3 separate regions of the Sus scrofa genome follow, and regions 2 and 3 are each linked to region 1. A link is a contact called in public promoter capture Hi-C data. All regions are on one chromosome and are shown on one strand. The core of a region is the stretch at or near the end of the contact, and the rest is flanking DNA. Distances in the headings are between cores, read along the strand shown.

Region 1 (3,376 bases), core at 844-3,343:
CTCTTCCCCTGGGGCCATGAAATCATAGTCCTGACCCAGAGAAGGCAGCCCAGCCGGTGCTGGGGGGCGGCAGACCAGCCAGGCAGCCCCAGCCCATAAGTGGCTACTCCCTGGAGAGGCTGAGGAGGGGGAGAATAAGGGGAGTAGAAGCCCACCCACCCTGCAGTAGGAGAGCTGCCCAGAGGCATCAGTAGAGTTACAGCAGATACTGTGCGAAGACAGCTTTCCTAGGTCAAACAGGAAACCAAGGCCAAAGATCAAGGGGGCCTCCAAGCCCCTCTCCCAGGGCTCAATCACATGCCCGGCTCACCTCTCCCAGAGCCACACTTTTCCTTCCTACAGCAGGGGCCCCCCTGACACAGACACAGCCCCACAGCCCAAGCAGCAGACAGACAGAAGGAGGAGGGAGGAGGGGGTGTCAGAAAAACCCGGAAGGAAGGAAGCTGGACAGACAGACAGAAGCTGATCCTGGCTTCACTGCTCCAGAGAGACACCCTCCGGACTCCCAGACTGTGAGGGACACTCTCAGCTCCCAAGAGGGAGAAGGGGAGAGTACATCTCAGTGTCCCCTGAAACCAAATGCCAGCAGCCCTGGGATAGGACATAGCCCAGCCAAGCAAGCAGCCCGAAGCCTCCCTTCGCTTCCCCACATTTCTCCCCCAAGGGCTCCTCTGGACCAAGGCAGGGGCTGCCTCCCCTTAGCAGTGCAGAGACACCTCCAAGGAACTCTGTGACTGCCCCACCCCACCCCCAGCCAAGCCCACATCACATAGAATCCTTGGCAGGGGTGACTCCTCCAGTCACAGCCCCTGCAGGTCCTAGACAGTGCTTGGGGACAGAGGGTGACCCCCAGCAATCCCCATTCCTAATGCACCTCCTTCTGGAGGCTCCCATGAGCCAGGAGAGGAGTGCTGGGGTGCTGAGACCCAAGGGGTTGGTGAGCCTGGAAGGGGGACTACATCTCCCAGAAGCCCCCAGGGCAGGGTTGCTGCTCCAGCTGGCCCAAGGCCGGCCTTGTTCTCTGCGCTAGGGTGGCAGGGTCCCCTGACTGCCCCTAATCCCTCCCGTCTGTGTTCTGGGGTTGCCAACCTGATTGGGGGCCCAAGAGTAGCCTCCACTAACCCTGGGAGCAACCCTCCCTCAAACAGCCTGGGGGTGCATGCCAGAGGGCAAGGGACAATCAGCCAGTGTTCCCCCCTCCCCAATTCGAAGTGGATCTCCCTTCTCACGCCTCTGCTGGCCTGGCATGACTTTCGCCCTCGGCCCCAGCCCACCCCTCACCTCGCGCGGGTCGGGGGTCCTCACGCCAGGCCGGAGCTGGACGCCATGACCAGGTCAGGGTCGGTGGGTGGATTGGGGTCCTCCTGCTCGCCAGTTGGAGGTGCGGAGGGGGGCAGGCAGGCAGTGATCTTTTGATCCTGGACGCCTTGATCTCAGTACCAGCACGGCCCGGGAGTGGGTATCCGGGGGTCGCTGGGCGCCTGGGTTCCTGCCTCCCAACCGCGGAGCATGGTCGTGGGCGCCCGGCAGCGGCGGGAGAACGCGCACAACAGCCCGGCCCGGGGCTCGGGGCTGGGGTCTCGGCCCCGAACCTCACGGCTCCGGCTCCTGCTCCTCCTCCCTTCCTTCCTTCCTTCCTTCCTTCGCCTCCTCCTTTCACTTTCCCCGAGGCCCGCGGGGACGGCGGGCGCGGGGCGGGGAGGGGGCTGTCTGGGCGCTTATTGTTGGTCGGACGCCGAGGGTCCAGGTCGCAGCCCCCGGGCGGCGCGGCGCCGGGGGACCCAGGCGTGCGGGTGTCCGGCCGGCTGGCTCCGGGCGGCGGCGGTGGTGCAGCGGCCCCGAGTCCGGGGCATGTCCGGCCACTGGCTCAGCCGCTCGCCGCCGCCTCCCCGGGCTCCCCTGCGCTGCCGGAGCCTCGCTCGCCCCTCCACTCGGCTCCGCTCCCCAGCCTGAATAAGCATCGGGGCTCTCTGGCTGCCTCCTTCTGCCTTCATACCAGAGCCCGGAGAGGCCCCTGTCAAAATAAGAGCTCCCCCATCTCGCTCGCCTCCTCGCCCAACCCGGCTCCCCCAGCCTCCCAGTGGTCTGACTCGGTAAGGCGCCCGGCCGGCTTGCGGGAGGCAGGTTGGCCCGGGGGCGGGGAGGGGGCGTCTATCTCTCTCTCCTCCCCATTCCCGAGGACTGGGGAGGAGGCGCGCTAACATCTCAGGCTAGGGAGAGGTTTGACAAACACACCCTCCTATCTACACTGATTGGAAGGAGTGGGAGTTGCCTAGACTCCCCCAACCCCCAACACACACACACACACACACACACACACACACACAACTGGGTCCCTCTCGGTTGTACCCACCCACATTCATTATGCACTGAGCATCTCTTTATTCATCTCTCTTTCCTAGTAGACCATGAGGTCCTTGAGGATGTAGACTAAATTTTTTCATCTCAATCCTCAGCATCACAAAGTGGATGCTAAGAAAATGTTTGTAGAAGTAAAACCATTGTTCTCTCAAAAGAGCTCTCTCCTAACCTCAAAGTGCTACACACACACACACACACACACACACACACACACACACACAAGGAGACCCTATAGGTGAGTAGGTGCAGTGAAAAAGAAATTGTCAGGCACTATTTTAAAGCATTTCACATATGTTATTTCAACGTGTGCCACAAACCTGTGAGAAAGATGTTATGGCCCCATAATACTGATGAGGAAACAGAGGCTTGCATTAGTTAAGGACTTCCTCAGGGTTACACAGCTAGAAAGTGGTAAGCCCAGGACTAGAGTTTGGGTGTCCTTACCCCAAGGCACTTTCCCTGTATCCCACTGCCCCCTGCACCCAAAATACCAACAAGTAACAAGCATTGCTGGCTTCAGAAATGAAGGGCACTAGCAAGCTCCCTTGTTCTTGCTATTTGTTTCCTCTGATCTGTCCCCTGCCCCTCCTCACAGACGCCCCCAGATGGCTCTAGCCCTCACTGACCTCCGTCTCTTTTGATCATCTATTACATCTGTGCTACCCAACCGAGTACCTACTTGTATGTTTTATCTTGTTTCTCCTGTGTGTATATCTGGTTACCCCCAAAAACTCTTGGGGCCCCAAACCATACCTCCTAAGCTTCTTTATTCCCCACAGCACACGAGTGCTGGGCTCATAGTAGGGATTCAGTAAACATACACTTGATAGGTTGATGGTGCTCACAGCTGGGTACTGGGCAAGCTCTGGGGAGGCACAGCTGGAAAAGAGGGAGAAATCCTGAAAGAAGATAACATAACAACCCCTGTGGGTGCCTAACATGGAAGTTTACAAAGCATTTTTATACACACTAACTCTTGGTCATCATTTGAGCCAATGAGCGAAACTTCCCCAAG
Region 2 (3,142 bases), core at 273-2,772, 270 kb before region 1:
GTTTTTTTGCCTTTTCTTTCTTAATTTTTTTTTTTTAAGCAGAATAGCCTGAAAATTACTTTTATGATCTGCCTCATGAAAGATGGCTAGAATAAAAGTACTTTTATGAGCCTCAACCAGTATGAAAAAAGAATAAGAGGCTTCCACTCTCAACATTGCTCCCCACCCCTGGCCAAATCTTGGGGCTTTCCGGTACATGCTGTAGCCTGATAGTTCGACCTCTGTTAGCTATAGCAGGTAGCTGCAAAGAGCTTCCCTCCCCCTCCCCCTTTTTGTCCATTGCCTGGCTCCAGTCATCTCCTGCCTCCTGCTGTGGGGGGCCCCCTGCTAATGCTGGCCCTGTCAATGAGTGACCAGAGATTCCTGAAGTTCAACCTCCTGTCGTTCCTGAGTTAGGTAGGGAGAGAGGGTACACACTAAAGTCACTGAATCAGAACAAGACTTGTCCCTGATTTTCTGCTATTCTCCCCCCCTGGAATTGGGGGCTTTCTGCTTTCTCCTTGGGGCTTGGGGACTTTCTGCCTTCTCCTTCAGGGAGGAAGAGTCAGTCTCAGAGGTCCCTCTAATGAAAGTTAAAGGAATCCAGTCTAGCTGAGTTCAGTTCCCTGGGGCCTCCCCAGTCTCTTGAGGCAAGAGCTGGCTTTGCAAGGTAAGGATCCACTATCAGCGTTGGATTTCGGGTGGGGGTTGAAAAGGAGCATGACTTTCAGCCAGGCTCAGTGTCTAGGTTTCTCTTAGGTTTTTAGTCCCTCCTCTTTTTCCTTATTAACTTCTCAGTCCAACAGAGATCCAAACTGCTATAGGATGGTGTGCTCAACTATAAATCTATCGTTTGCCTTCCAGTTATAATCCTGCAGGTTGTGGTGGGGGTGGAGCTAACAAGGGGCCAGGATGACACTTCCATTCAGCTTTCCTGTTCTTTACAGTTTGCATGGCACTTTAACACGCCTTCTTGTACCTATCCTTGAAAATATCTGTGCCACCGTATATGCAGGGTTATCAACCCCATAAGCTGTCATGGTGGTAGGATGAGCAGGAGCGACAGAGGCCAAACCTGGATATCCCCTGAAGGTATTTGGAAATATTGAGAGTGTGTTGGAGGGCTGGGACTATGAGGTTCACTGGGAGCTGATGGAGGGTTTAGACATCTAAAGTTCGGGGCGGGGGGGGGGGGGCGGAAGTAGAGAGAAACTGTCAATCCTCAGAAGCACCTTAAAGCCTAGGCTGGAGGGTGGTCTAAGAGAGTCGGACCCGGAAAGTGAGTGGGGATGGGGGGTGTATACGGTGGTGGTGGTAGCCGAGAGCCCAGCTGCAGAGATGAACAAAGCGGGCGCTGTGCAGGCGGGGGCGGGGGGGGGGAGGTGCTGCTCTGGGAAAGGGTGGGTGGGGGGGACCTTGGGCTCCGGTCCCACAAGGGCGTCTCCTCAGGCTGGCCGGGCGGACGGGACGGGGGACGGGGGCGGGGACTAGCGGGGGGTGGGGGTGGGGGTGGGGTGGGGAATGGGGAGGCGGGACCCGCTCGCTCTCCTCCTACTTTCTGGGCTCCCAGGGAAAAGCAAGAGTGTTCTCCGGAGCCTGAGGCCTCAGAGGCTGAGCCGGGCTAAGGAACCGGTGTCCCCCTCTCCCGCCGAGGTAAGAACGTTCCCTCTCACTGAGCCTGCGAGTCCTGCTAGCTGCACTGCTGGGACAGGACAGGAGGAAATCCCAGGGGCCTGGCGACAGCCCTCAGATCAGCTTTGGGCTGGAGAGCCCGGAAGAAACCCTTAGAGGAGGAGGGGGTGCCTCAGGTGAGTGCATGGGAGCGCCAAGGTTTTTCTGCAGAATGGGCTTCGTTGCTTTCCTGGGAACTCCTTACTCTTGCCCTCCTGAGCCGCTGCCCGCGCCGCCGCCAGAGGGGGCCCTCGCGCTCCACCCCTCACCCCCTATCCCACTCTGGAAGAACGAGGACCCTGTCCCTTCAGAGTCTCCTGCGGGAACCCAGGCAGCCCGGCGATACTCCTGGGACTCGTCCGCCTGCCCCCCACACCTCTGCTCTTCCGCTGATAGAAGGACTAAGAGCACTGCACCAGGAGCGAGGGGGTCCCCTGGGGCATCTCTGCTTCTGTCCCGAGCCGGGCCTCCTTTAGGGATGGGAAAGGGATGTTAAGTAGGGCTCGGAGGCAGTAGTATCCGGGAGCGACTCGTGGGAGTATCAGTAGATAGGTGGCACATCTGGGGCCTCCCGGGCCCTCCTCGGAGGACCCGCATCTTTAGGGGTCCTGGAGGCTGGAGAGGGCTGTGGGGTCAGTGAGTTCCCGCTTGGTCTGGATTCGAATCCCTTGCGGAGTTCCCCGGGCCGAGGCTGAGCCAGGTCATCCGGGCTCCTCTGGGACTGGGAAGCGCGGGCGGGAGGGGGCCCGGGAGGGGCCGCGGGGTTGCCGAGGCGCTCGCTGACTCTTCCGCCCAGGCTGGCGCGAGCGGCGGCTGGGCCGGGAGAGCGCGCCGCCCGGCGGGGGACCCAGGGCGCCGGGGCGGGGCTGCATTCTGGGCCCGTTAGCTCAGCGGTCCCGAAGCCTCCCGGAGGGCTGACTCATCGGACCGGTCACACACAAACAAAACTCCCCACCACGTCAGGCATCCCACGAGCAGACACCCTCGGTGCCCCACCAGGCACCACCCACTCACCCTTCCCACTACACAAGCCACGCCGACACCCCTGTCTCTCTCTGCAGTTACACGTGTGGGACCCAAACATTCCTAGACCTCTACACACTCTACACACACGCCAAGCACTCTCAGGAGGTCCACATTCACACTTGCGGCGTCCCGCGCTCACGCCCTTCCCCGCGCACACACCCTTCCCCGCGCACACGCACTCCCTGACACGCAGCCCCCACGGCTCACACCCATCACATACTCAGTCCTCACGCATGCAGCTTCTTACACACGCGCTCCCTTCAAACACGCACCTCCCCTCACACACACAAATGCTACACAAGCGCCCCCCCCCCCAAGCTGCCCGCGAGGAGCCGGCGGTGTCTGGGGGCCGCCCCTTTCCCCCGCCGAGCAAACAAGCGGCCCCTTCTCCCCGCCAGGCCAAAGAAAGGCCGCTTGTCCAGCGTCAGCGGCGGGCGGGGCGGCCCGGCAGGCGGCCCAACACTGC
Region 3 (3,484 bases), core at 19-2,518, 310 kb before region 1:
CACTTAACATAGTATTTTCAAGGTTCATCCATGTTGTATCATGTATCAGAATTTAATTCCTTTTTGTGACTAATATTCCATTGTTTAGATATACTACCTTTTTTTTTTTTTTTTTTTTTTGTCTTTTTAGAGCTTCCTCCACGGCATATGGAGGTTCCCAGGCTAGGGGTCTAATCGGAGCTGTAGCTGCCGGCCTATGCCAGAGCCACAGCAATGCCAGATCCCAGCCGCGTCTACAACCCACACCATAGCTCATGGCAACCCCGGATCCTTAACCCACTGAGTGAGGCCAGGGATTGAACCCGAAACCTCATTGTTCCTAGTCGGATTCGTTTCCGCTTTGCCGGTGGGAACTCTAAATATACCACATTTTGTTATTCATTCGAGTACTGAGGGACACTTGGATCGTTTCCACTTTTTGGCTATTATGAACAATGTTTCTATGAACATTAGTGTTCAAGGTTGTGTATGGGTGTGTGGTTTTAACTCTCTTGGGCGCATACATAGGAGTGAATTGCTGGGTCACATGGTAACCCCATGCTTAGCTTTTTGAGGAGCTGCCAAGCTTTCCCCAAACAATTAAACTACTTCAGGTTCCCGCCAGCAGTGTATGAGAGTTCTAATTTCTCCACATTCTCACCAACTCTTATTATTATAGCCATCCTAGCAAGCTTTGATTTGCAATTCCCTAAGGACTAAAGATATTGAGCATATTTTTATGTGCTTATTGGCCATCTATCGTTTTGTTTTTGTCTTTTTATGGTTGCACCCGTGGCATATGTAAGTTCCCAGGCTAGGGGTCAAATCAGAGCTGCAGTTGCTGCCACAGCCACCAGCAATGCCAGATCCAAGCTGTGTCTGTCACCTACACTGCAGCTCAGGCAATGTTGGATTCTTAACCCACTGCATCAGGCCAGGGATGGAACCAAATCCTCATGGATCCTAGTCCCGTTCCGTTTCCACTGAGCCACAAGGGGAACTCCTTCCATTGTTGAGTTTTAAGGATTCTTTATATATTCTGGCTACTAGTCCCTTATGAACACCAGTTATTTTGTATGTTAAATGCTACCAGTGGCTCTGAGAGCTTTATAAACTGCAAGAGATTTCGCAATTTAAACGAAGGCGCTGAGGACGGTGAAGGAACTGAAGCCAGCGGTTCCACGCAGGAGGTGGAGGCTCCAGGACTCCATGGCACAGCCTGCGTAGCAGCCCTGCGCCCGGTCTCCCCACTCACGGCGCCCCGCCTCCCGGCCTTTGACCCGCGCCGTTTCCGGTTGGAGACGTGGCTCGAGGCCGCCATCTTGGCAGGAGGCGAAGCGGCCGGCGCTCCTGTCAGGGGGGCAGCAGGTTCTGAGCGGCGGGTGCTCCCCTTCCTCCCACCCCAGCCGGAGTCGCAGTGGAGCTGGAGCGCGGGAGCGCCTCACCACCGCCCTCACCATGGTAAGACCTGAGCCGGACCCAGCTCCCTGGACGGCCTCGCTCGCCCGCTTTCCCTGCTGCCGGCCTGGTGCTGGGGCCAGAGGAGCCCCGCCCCGAGCGCCCGGAGCCGGTCGCTTCGCTGGGGCTCTGGGAGCGTTGTGGCCTTCCCTACCCTGTGTCCGACCTGTGGAGAGATCCGAGGGACCTGACTCCTCCAGTCGTCTGTCGTTGCGCCCACACCCCTCCCCCGCAATCGGCTGGGCACCCTGCTCTGCCAGGACTCAGGCCCTAAAACGGGCCTGGAGTTTTGCTCTGCAGGAACCTCTTAGTGATGTCCCGTGGACCCCACTCTGCGGACCAGGAAGCTAGTGTCCAGCAGGTTCCGTGGGTGCTTAGGCTCAGCAAGCCGGGCCTCTCAGGAGTTCTCTTCTGTAATCGGCTCACCTCCCCCCGGTGTTCCTTAGGCCATTGATGTTCTAAACCTAAATCTAAATCCGTTAGCGTTCCGGACTTTTTCTTTAGTTTGTTCAAAAGGGAGAAATAGAGGACAGTTCCGAAAAGAGGCCTAGAACAGGTAGGATTAACTTCTGGCACTAATTTGTAGGACCCAAGTGTTCCTGAAAGCTGCTACCTATTTCTGTAGATCTTGGGTAAGTCCATTTATCAGTGCGATTGAGTATATAGGTGTGTATGGAGCATTGTAGAAATGTGAGCAGATTAAGGAGAACACAGGCTTTCTGTCTTCAAGGAGCTTATAGTTCAGGTGAAATGAAATGTGTGTGTCAGATGTCTCACGGGAGTGAGAAAGGGTTCACACTCTGGGACTTGCTACTTGCCTTCAGTTGTGTTCCCATCTGTTGTTGAGACAGTTAAAATTAATGTGGATGGGATGGGACAAAACACAATGCTCAATCCACCAAATCTTGCTTTATTACTACCGCGGATGGGTATTTATGAAGCAGGAGAAATTTTTTGGTTCCAAACAAGCTATAAATTTATTTTTAAGTGCACTTTATGGCCTTCAGTCTTTTGAAGGATATTCCTTTTTTTAATTCTTTTTTTGTCAGTAGGTTCATAATTTGATTTAAAGCATTTTCCTACATGCTTCAGATATGATGATGTAATTTGGTGCCAGTCATATTAAGTTCTGTTGACAGCCTTTTTCGTGCTTGGGCTTTAAACCACTGAAAGATTTTCTTCAGCTTCAGGCATATAAATTGCATCAAGCAGGTTTGCCTCATAAAACTTTTATGTCGGACATAAAATTTCCAAAAAGTCCTTTCTTCATTTCCACTGGGAGGCTTAATATTTGGGTAGTGATTTTTAAGTTACTTTCCTTTTACATCCTGGGTGTACTTATAATGCATTTCAGAGTATATTATAATTTTAAAGTCAAAATTAAAGCCTTGTGTTACATAAACCAAACATAGGTGATCTTTACAAAAACCTTGTAAATCAAAGAGTTCCTGCTGGGTTGAGAATCCAACTGCAGGGAGTTCCCTTCGTGGTGCAGTGGAAAGAATCCTTAGGATGCAAGTTCAGTCCCTCAGTGGGTCAGGGATCTGGTGTTGCTGTGAGCTGTGGTGTAGGTTGCACACACCACCTGTATTCTGCCGTTGCTGTGGTTGTGGCATAGGACTGCAGCTGCAGCTCCAATTTGACCCCTAGTCTGGGAACTTCCATATGCTATGAGTACAGCCCTAAAAAGCAAAAAAAAAAAAAAAAAAGTAATCCTACTGCAGTGGTTCAGGTTGCTGCAGAGATATGGGTTTAATCTTTGGCCCTGCATAGTGGAGTAAAAATCTGGCATTGCTATGGCTGTGGTGTAGGTCACAGCTTCACCTCAGATTCATTCCCTGGACCCAGAAACTTCTGGGTGTGGCCATAAAAACAAAACAAAACAAAAACCTTTGTTTGTTGAAAAGTTCTTGGAACCTAGTACAATTTTTTTTTCCCCAATGCTATTTTTTTTTTTTTAAATCTTTTTATCTTTTCCAGGGCTGCACCCAAGGCATATGGAGTTTCCTAGGCCAGGGGTCAAATCAGAGCTACAGCTGCTGGCCTG

What was found. Promoter capture Hi-C pulls out the DNA fragments that hold promoters and counts their contacts.
Region 2: a contact with region 1 is called in a promoter capture Hi-C map of liver, with 4 times the contacts expected there. The contact joins the promoter of PHLDB1 here to the promoter of BCL9L in region 1. A contact is called at or near these places in 1 of 5 promoter capture datasets (liver), 3 of 47 Hi-C or Micro-C datasets (heart right ventricle, mesenchymal stem cells and skeletal muscle) and 2 of 2 datasets of contacts at active chromatin or transcription factors (alveolar macrophages and skeletal muscle).
Region 3: a contact with region 1 is called in a promoter capture Hi-C map of liver, with 2.3 times the contacts expected there. The contact joins the promoter of ARCN1 here to the promoter of BCL9L in region 1. A contact is called at or near these places in 1 of 5 promoter capture datasets (liver) and 1 of 2 datasets of contacts at active chromatin or transcription factors (alveolar macrophages).

The regions. Positions count from the first base shown.
Region 1 is chr9:46,172,959-46,176,334 of Sscrofa11.1, forward strand. It overlaps BCL9L (B-cell CLL/lymphoma 9-like protein), which reads right to left and starts at 2,094. Exons shown (of 11, transcript XM_013979456.2): 1 at 1,282-2,094.
Region 2 is chr9:45,900,577-45,903,718 of Sscrofa11.1, forward strand. It overlaps PHLDB1 (pleckstrin homology-like domain family B member 1), which reads left to right and starts at 1,523. Exons shown (of 26, transcript XM_021062931.1): 1 at 1,523-1,787.
Region 3 is chr9:45,862,504-45,865,987 of Sscrofa11.1, forward strand. It overlaps ARCN1 (coatomer subunit delta), which reads left to right and starts at 1,269. Exons shown (of 10, transcript XM_003357318.4): 1 at 1,269-1,440. The coding sequence starts at 1,438.